2 separate regions of the Ovis aries genome follow, and region 2 is linked to region 1. Evidence: chromatin contacts called from public Hi-C data. All regions are on one chromosome and are shown on one strand. The core of a region is the stretch at or near the end of the contact, and the rest is flanking DNA. Distances in the headings are between cores, read along the strand shown. Region 1 has its middle 130 kb from the start of MKI67. Region 2 has its middle 450 kb from the start of MGMT.

Region 1 (4,262 bases), core at 1,221-3,720:
AATATGAAGGCCAGGGTCATTAGGACGATTAGACGCACGGTCTGCTCTGCTTGCCTCTAGAATTACTGGGGGGACGGACGCCGGGGTGGGCAGTGAAGGAAGGAAACACGTCTTTTCACACGGGTGCTTTGTATTCCAATTTTCCACAAAATGGCTCTTGTTTGTTTGTGGTTGTTATTTGCTTTTTTGCTATCTCCTGATTAAAATTAAGGGGGATTATTGAGCTTCTTTGTTTTTATTTTATTTTTTTAGAATGAATGGAAATGAAAGTGTTTTTCATGTGTAAGAATGAAATGAGACAGCTTTTTTAAAAAAAGTCTGAGATTCAATTCATTTTAAGTTAATTCTTCAAATATTTATGGAGCCCCTGCCATGTACCAGACCGTGTCAAAGGACTCTCTTGGCTACATAAACACTTGTTGTTTTAAACATTTTCATTAATATTTATTTTATTAATAATTATGGATACAAATGTGTTTTTCAAAAACAGTGAAAGTAATTCCTATAAAATAGCATCTGTAGGGATAACCAAAGTATGAAATGACCAGCTTGTTTTTTATGCGGCTTGTAATAACACCCTTTGTGGGTAGCTGACACCCGTTTTTGCCACAGATCAGAGGTTAGGATATGTCCTGAAGGACTAAAAAAAGAAACTCTGATGTATGGAAACCGTTTTCGTTATCAGGATGTGCGTGAGCGTGAAGGGACTCTCTCTCCAGCTGCCGGGAGAGACTCGGGAGCCTCTGCCACAGGCCTATTGTCAGCTCTGCTTGTGCCATAATTCCTGCAAAACAGGGGTGTGGAGGCTTCATCCACGGCGTTTCTAAAAGACACGGGTTGGACGCTCTGGGCTGCATTTTGCCTCTGCGTCCTAGTCTGGAGGCTCTCCATGCACCTGGAAGCAGGCACATTTCCCCAGGACTTTCAAGTTTTACTTCTGTTAGCTTTAATATTCCTAACCCCTGCGTCCCCTCTCTACTAAGTATCATAAATGGATGGCCCCGCACATTTAGGGGGACAGAGCAAAGCCACTCTGAGGGGCCCGGTGACCACGTCTGACGTTAGGTCTCATCACCCTGTGTTTAGATAATCATTTCTTTTTGCCCTTTTAACTCCCACCCCCCTCTTTACAAAGCATCAAGTCCAGGCAGATATTAAACAACTCAGCTCAATCCTGCGATCTCCTCTGGGCTTGTAACTCTAGTGAGTTGCATTTTTTCCTAATTACAGGAAAAACAGCAAATTGGCAAACATCAGGAAGTGGGTACACCCCCTCTGATTTACAAGGAAGAGTGCAGGGTGACTCTATGGCTCAGGAATTCAGTGAAATAAATTTATGGTTAGAAAAATTCATGTTCTTAATGTGATGAAGGTCCTTTAACTTTTAACACGCTTCTCCAGTTAAGCTGCGCGGGAATCTCACGGAAATGGCTGTCTACGGCTGCTGCAAACTGATTTATCCCCAGATAATAGTCAGAGCTGCAGACCAAATTGTTGGAAAGAAACAGTTCTTTAATTTTGGCATTTGGGGCTGTCTGTGTCTTGTTTATGTACATTCCCACAGTGTACATGAACAGAGATTTGCGGTGGCCCAACTTTTCCGGGCAATCAGGGTGACTCCCCTCCAGGCCAGAGGGCCTGCCCTGCTGAGAATCTGCATGCAGACACCCTGCTGAGCTGGGCGGCTCACACTGGATCCTTCCTTGGCATCGAAGAGTCAAGCGAGACATTTATCCATGTGTATGGCGCTACTAATTTGTGTTTTGAAAATTATATTTGGAGGAGCCGCTGAAATCATTTGCTTTGTGCGAGTGATGAAATCTGCTCCATGAAAGATGTTTTCTGAGAAAGATAAGAGGCATCGTCCAAAAACCCCGATGTTATCTGGGCTTTGCTGGGCCCTCCCTTCTGTCTCCAGAGGGAGCAAAGCCAGACACTAGTTACTGGAGAGAGCTATGGCTCCAAGCAGTGAACATCCCCTCAGCACCTACTGTGTGTGGAGTAGCGTGTCAGGCCCTGGAGACACTGGGGCCTGTGTCTCCTGGAGAGACTGGGGTGCGTGAGATAGCACCAGCCCTGCCCCTTGGGATTTACAGTGAGCTGAGCGACAGAAATGAAACAAGCAAAGGGATGCTTGCAGAAAGAATTGCCAGCTGTGCAGGCACATGGAAGGAGTCGCAAGAGAGAAGGAGGGGGCCCTGGGAGGGGGTGGCGGGAAGTCAGGCACTCAGCCCCCAGCCCTCTCTGCCAGGCTCCTAGGAGCATCTCCCGCTTCTCAGCAGCAGAAAGAAACCCGGGGAGGTGCTGTGGACAGGGTTGACTGGATGGCATCACTGACTCAGTGGACATGAGTTTGAGCAAATTCTGGGAGACGGTGAAGGACAGGGAAGCCTGATGTGCTGCAGTCTGTGGGGTCACAGAGAGTTGGACACGACTGAGCAAGTGAACAACGATAACAATGTGGACAGGGGGTCACATCACAGGCTGTTCAGGGCACAAGGCTCAGCGGGGTTCAGCCCAGCCCTGAAGTCCGTTCCCTGGGCCAGGCCACTCTGCGTCGGTGCCATCCCTGGAGAGAGCCGGGCATCTCCGCTCGGGCACAGTGTGGGGGCCCCAGGCTTTGAGCCGGACGGTGCCTGCCCCCAGGGCTACTGCAGCTTGAGGCTGTCGCCCTCTCCTCTCTGATTTCTGGGTTTGGGGTCAGGGCTGTGCCCCTTCCATCTGTGGGCACCTGCCTGAGCCCATCCATCCCTGCTCGGCTCTGGTCCACCTAGCACTCTAGCCCCTGAATCTAAGATCTGATTTCTCATTTTTCTATAGCCTTGAGCCTGGATGTTTTGGTCTGACCTCTTTTTGGGTAGTTGAGGGTAGGGGCCCGGAGTGTAAGAGATTTTCATCTTTTGTGACAGCGAAAATACTCACTGTATATTCATTTGCTATATATATAAAAAAAAAACTGAATGGAAAAAAATGTATACTTGAGTACCAATAATGGATATTAACTAGACTCACTGTGGTAATAATTTCACAGTATATACAGATATGGAGTATGCTATATACCTAAAACTAATACAATGTTATATGTCAGTTACATCTCAGTTAAAACAAGCAAAAAGCCCTTGAATTTTTTTTGATAAAATTAAGACACAAAAAATTAAGATTAAAACTCGAGACAAGCAGACATACAAGAATTAGGGTTAGGGTTAGGTTTAGAGTTCCAATAACTTAGGAACAAGAAGGACCTGCCTCGGGTGACTCTCAAATCCTTATCCCTCCCTCTGCCCTCCCTCCCCTCCTTTTCACCAAGCATCTTCTGAGTACCTGCCTGACCCTGCTGAGATGCTGCCAGGCCCAGGTGATGCTGTGATGAAGGCAATGTGGCTCCTCTGTCTTTAGAAGCACAACCCTGGCACGTGAGACAGCTACGTACACGCCAGCCCCAGGAGAAGCCTCACCAACACACACCTGTGCAGAGGTGAGCCACTGGTGCAACTTTCTGTGGGAGTGCAGAAAGAAAGGGAGACTGGAAACATCTGGGAAAGCCTCCCCAGCAGGAGTAGTGACCTGATTTAGGCCTTAACGACTGAGAATAATTTTTCTAGAAGGAGCCCTGGGGAGAAGGGTACTTCATGGCAGAGGTGGTGCTCTGAATGAATGCAGAGAGAGGGCCTGGGACAGGTGGGTAGGGAAAACGATTTGCCTGGGCCTCCCAGGGTGATCTGCGGAGCAGCCCGTATTGCTGAATCTTCCTGGAAGGTTTCCAGAACCTTCAACATTTAGCTGTCCTTTCTACTATTCCTGCAATGGGCCTGCTTCAGCTGCTGGCTCCATGAATACTATATAAACAAATGTCAAGGCACTTAGTGGGCTTCAGGGTCTTGCTCACCAAGTGCCCATGACCTAGTTGAAGGCAAGGATGCCTTGGAGCAAGCAACTCTGGGGGGACACATCACTGCCAGGTATGGGTAGGTGCCCCTGGACTGGGGATTCCTGAGTTAGGCTGCCCCCATCAGGGAGCGTGTGGAGACTCAGCCATCTGCTCAACAACGGTCCATGGGGCTGCGAAAGGACAGTCAGGGAAACATGGCCACCTTGTCGTCTTGAGTACATGTATGCCTGAAAGAGAAAACACTGACTCCATCACTGATGTTTGCTCCGCTTTTTATTATTCAGTGTAGTTAGCTTGGGCTTTTTGGGAGAACTGTGAAAAAAATTTGCTTGACATCCAAGAAAAAATTATTTTCACCTTAGTTCACCTTCAT
Region 2 (4,262 bases), core at 1,132-3,631, 720 kb after region 1:
ATTTTAAAAAGATAAACATCTACGACAAATTAAAGACTATATATATATATATGCATGACTGTTCCTTACATGAATTAAATCAAGGGCGTTTTAAATTTATTTATATGTTTCATTTCCATCTGTAATAAAATCTGCTTTATGAATAGGAAAATACTAATTATTTTTCCTTGTTCTTAACAAAATAGGCATTGCTTACTTCTAAGTTTAATTTGTCTCTTCTGACACAGCTTTTAGACCGATGTATGGAAATATATTGACGCATAACATGAAATGAGAATTTTTAAGACACATGTGAAAGGAACTGTGCTGAAGCTATCAAGTTTTGTGCTTAATTTTTGATTCAAGGTGATTGAAGAGGGCGGGTTGTAGAGTCACTTCAGAGAGAAAAAGACGCAGAGGCAGCCCAGGGCACCAAGGAGGGCTGGTCCAGGGCAGCCTGGGGTTTGCTTTGTGTTTATTTTGTTTACAGAATGTGAGGGGAGGGCTCACAATTTCCTGATGAAAACTGAAGATAATTAACAAACCCTTCTTATGCTGTTCATACCTGAGAAATAAGCTTCACCAGACACAGGTGATCAAGCAACCTTGTATGGCAAGACCAGGCAACTCCAAGAATCCACTGTCTCCAGTCATAATGATGGTCAATAATTTACATTCTTTTCAGATGGTAGAATTCCTGCTGCAAGTATTATGGGACATCAGACCTAAGACACCTGTGAGGGCATCCTGGTTTCCAAGCTTCGCTCTCTCAGTACACCTTCAATTCTCTGTCTGGCAGGAAGATGGCTTGACTGAGCTCCTATAGGCCCCGGTTTTATTAAAGACCCTGCTGTCTCCCCAGGTTTTCTCCTTGATTTGCCCTCTGTTGTTTCAACAAGGTAATGGGTCTCATTATATTCTTTCTTCCTATTCTCCTTGTCAGTGATGAGATGTGCCTTTTAGAGAGAAAGATTAGACTCCATCCTTTGTTTCAGTTTTTCTAGAGAAAGATGTCATGAAGGCCTTGGGTTATATCTTTGCAACATAAACATGAAATTTGGAAAAGGTTGGTTTGGATTTTCCATTGAAAAATTATTTCAAATAATTGTTTACTATGCTTGGTTTGGACCCCAAAGGACCATGGAAAGGAGAATAGATCCAGTGTTACTTACCAGTTTTTAAAATAAAAGTATAAACATCCGCAGACACTGAAAAATAGAACAAGTCATGTGTTGAGAAACTGAATTTTGTCCTAAATCTGCTCGACAGAAAAATGAAGAATACTGTGACCTTTAATCCAACTGAAGGACTGATACAGTGCGGAGTCATTTTAAAGGAAAGAAACTCAAGCCCTGTTGTGTATGTCTAAAACACATTAAAAAAAAAAAAAAAAAACTGTACTTTTCCAAGCATGGTTTGGAAAGAATTCTCTGTAGCTTCCCAGAGCACAAGTGGATCAGCTAGTTCACACAAGCCCGACATGTGAACCTCCTAGAAGGCTGCTCTCAAGAAGTGCAAGGCCACGTCCACGGGCACTCTCAAGGCTGCAGGACACACCTGCGGGAAAAAGCCCAGCCCGCATCCACCCTCAGGCCCAGAGGATGCTAATGCGGGTCCCTCAAAGCTTCACAGAGCCGGGAAGGCCCTGCAGGAAGGGGAAGGGGCACCTTGGCCCTGCCCAAGCCCCCACACCTGGGAGATGCAGAGGGGAGGGTGGGGCCGGAGGCAGCTCTGGGCTCTGTTTTTCGGGTCTCCTAAACAGCTTTGGAAAATAGACCAAACCCACCAAAACATTCCCTCCTGGAAATCCCCCACCCCAACCCAGAGTCCCGGAGGACCCAGAGCTGCCAGCCTGCCGCTCTGATCAAGGCCCGGCCGCCAGCAGAGACCAGCGGATCTGACTCACTGGACCGCAGTACAGCCGTGGCCAAACTGACCGGCTCAGGGGCTGGCAGAAGGTCATTAAAAAATTACAACAAGCATCTGGTACATTTTCAGGACACAAAACTTTATCCTATTTTTAATCAAAACCACATTAAAAAAATATTTGCTCTGGGACAACCCGGGCCCCCTCGGCCCAAGCCCAAATCCTAGTGACATGCAGAACCCCGGCCCTGGGGGCCGTCTCCTCCCCCGACTTCCCCAAGCTGAGCCCCCTTGTCCAGGCCCCCCTGGCCCCTAAGCCGCACCTGAGACCCCAGCCCCAGATCTCTCCAAGCCCTACTTCCCTCGCGGCAGGCCCGGTGTGTGCATCCGCCCAGCCCCTGGGGACGGGTGGGCCCTCCTTCTGGAGACCCCCAGCTTTGGAGCCAGGGAAGGCAGCCCCCCGGCCAGGACCTTGAGCCCGGCCAGCCTGCGGCTGACCACAGGGACAGGTTGCCAGGCCCCGGGCAGGCCTTGCCCATCAGCTCTTCCACGTGAGGCTGGGAGTGGCTGAGATGGAAAGCGACTCTCCTGGGAGGGGTGAGGGAAGGAACTAGAAACAACCACTTAGCGTCTCTTTAGAGCCTGGGAGCATTTGTGGAAGCCATCCCCATTACTGTTGAACAGATGCAAATTTGGTGAAATCATCAGCTGTATGGCTCCAGGCTGTTTCCTGAACACCCTGATTCGGAACAGGAGGGAAGGTATTAGCGTCAGACACCAGCAAGGCCAAGTTCACGTTGCTCAGAGGTAGCCCCTAACCAAACTCCGCCAAGTGCTGCAGAAGAAGGTTTGTTATCTCGGGAAGACAGTTCATCCAATGAAGCCAAAAAAAAAAAAAAAAGGAAGAAACAATCCTTAAGGCTGGTTCCGGGGGAGCAGGAGGGGAGCCCACCTTGCAGAACAGAAAGGAGGCGATCACCGGGGTACCCTCAACTCCGCTTCCACAGCGAAGGGGCTCACTTCACTGCAGAGCGAGAGGCAATTAAAAGCAAAGATATTTTCCAGCCCTGTTTTAAGTTCCACATCAAATATTCCTTCAGACATTCAAGAATACACTTATCTACAAATGAAGGGCATAAGCTATGCTATTGATTTTTGCATAGGATCTGCTCTTTATGAAAAGCATCTGAGTAACTCCAGCAGATACTATGAAATCTCGCCTTCCATTAGAAAGAGCCCAATGAATGAGTTCATGCACAGAGATAATCCATCCGGTTCCTCAGGCTTGTCTGACCTCTTACCCGCCTTCCAGTTGGCAGAAGTTTGGGGGCAAATTAAAACGGTTCAGCCCGGTAGTGGATTTAATGCAGAAAATCATTCTTCGTGCCTGCTCCATAGCAAAGTCCTTTAAGTGATGCGGTTACAACAGACCTAAAATGCCACAGCCTATAAATGAAATATTTCATCAATTTGCTGAGCATAAATTCTATCTTAAAACTCCAGCCCACCAGGATCAGGACATAAAGTAGCCTTTCAGTCAAGTGCTTTGAGCAGTGTGATACAAGGCATCTATAAAATACTTTACTGGTTTTTCATGTTTAGTGAATTTGAAGTAAGTTTAACGGGGAAACAAAAACAGAGAGAGATTACAAGCCGTTACTTGGTTCCTTTTTTTTTTCTTTTAACACTGGTCCTGTTGGCTTTTGGTTGCCTTTTCTTTCTCTTGAAACAGTTGAGGGAGGCACTGGGAAGTGGGGAAGGCAGTTTTTATGTTGCTACCATGTGAAACCGTTGATTCAGCTTATACCTCGGTAAAGAACTGAACTTGAAGGAGGCTCTGCGTGTGTGTCTGTGCGTGCGTGCCCCAGTGTGTGTGTAAGCACGTTTTGTGAGAAGGAATGCGTAAAGCCAGGAGAAGCGGGGAGAGCTGTTAGGCTCCAGCTATATTTATGCACTGCGTATTTAGTTTTCTTTCATTTTCCCCTCAGAGGATGGAGAGGGTGCTGTAATTTTCAAAATACTGCAAAAAACATTTCTACAAATTGCTGTGCTTGTCTGCCCACATACATTAAGCGGCACAAAATAAGCGAGGGGACCCTTCAACACAAAACACCTTTTTTTTTTTTTTTGCATTTTCTGTAACAACATAAAAGCTGCTGTTATGACAAGAAGTCTGGTAGTTCACCCTTTCATTTATAATTTAACCACAGCCTATATAACATAATCCGAAAAATATGGGGCATGATTAGTATAAAAATCAAATACAGGGGAGGCTTTTTGAATCCTCCAAGAACAAAACAAGACCAAAAAAGGGAGAGAGGAAGAAAACATGGCAGGCATCGGAATAGACGCGATATTTCTTTAATACTTCATTTTAAACTACCTAATTGTGTTTTTAAGCTTCGGTTCCTGTAATT

What was found. Hi-C and Micro-C count contacts between places; a contact is called where the count stands out from the background.
Region 2: a contact with region 1 is called in a Hi-C map of omental adipose tissue, with 4 times the contacts expected there. The contact joins two enhancer-like sites. A contact is called at or near these places in 2 of 16 Hi-C or Micro-C datasets (omental adipose tissue and tail adipose tissue).

The regions. Positions count from the first base shown.
Region 1 is chr22:47,154,786-47,159,047 of ARS-UI_Ramb_v3.0, forward strand. No RefSeq gene overlaps it. Among named protein-coding and RNA genes, the nearest start is that of MKI67, 130 kb to the left of the region's middle. Within about 2 kb of position 2,471, at least 1 of the 54 cell types and tissues checked has an H3K27ac peak or open chromatin away from gene starts, as enhancers often do.
Region 2 is chr22:47,873,995-47,878,256 of ARS-UI_Ramb_v3.0, forward strand. No RefSeq gene overlaps it. Among named protein-coding and RNA genes, the nearest start is that of MGMT, 450 kb to the right of the region's middle. Within about 2 kb of position 2,382, at least 1 of the 54 cell types and tissues checked has an H3K27ac peak or open chromatin away from gene starts, as enhancers often do.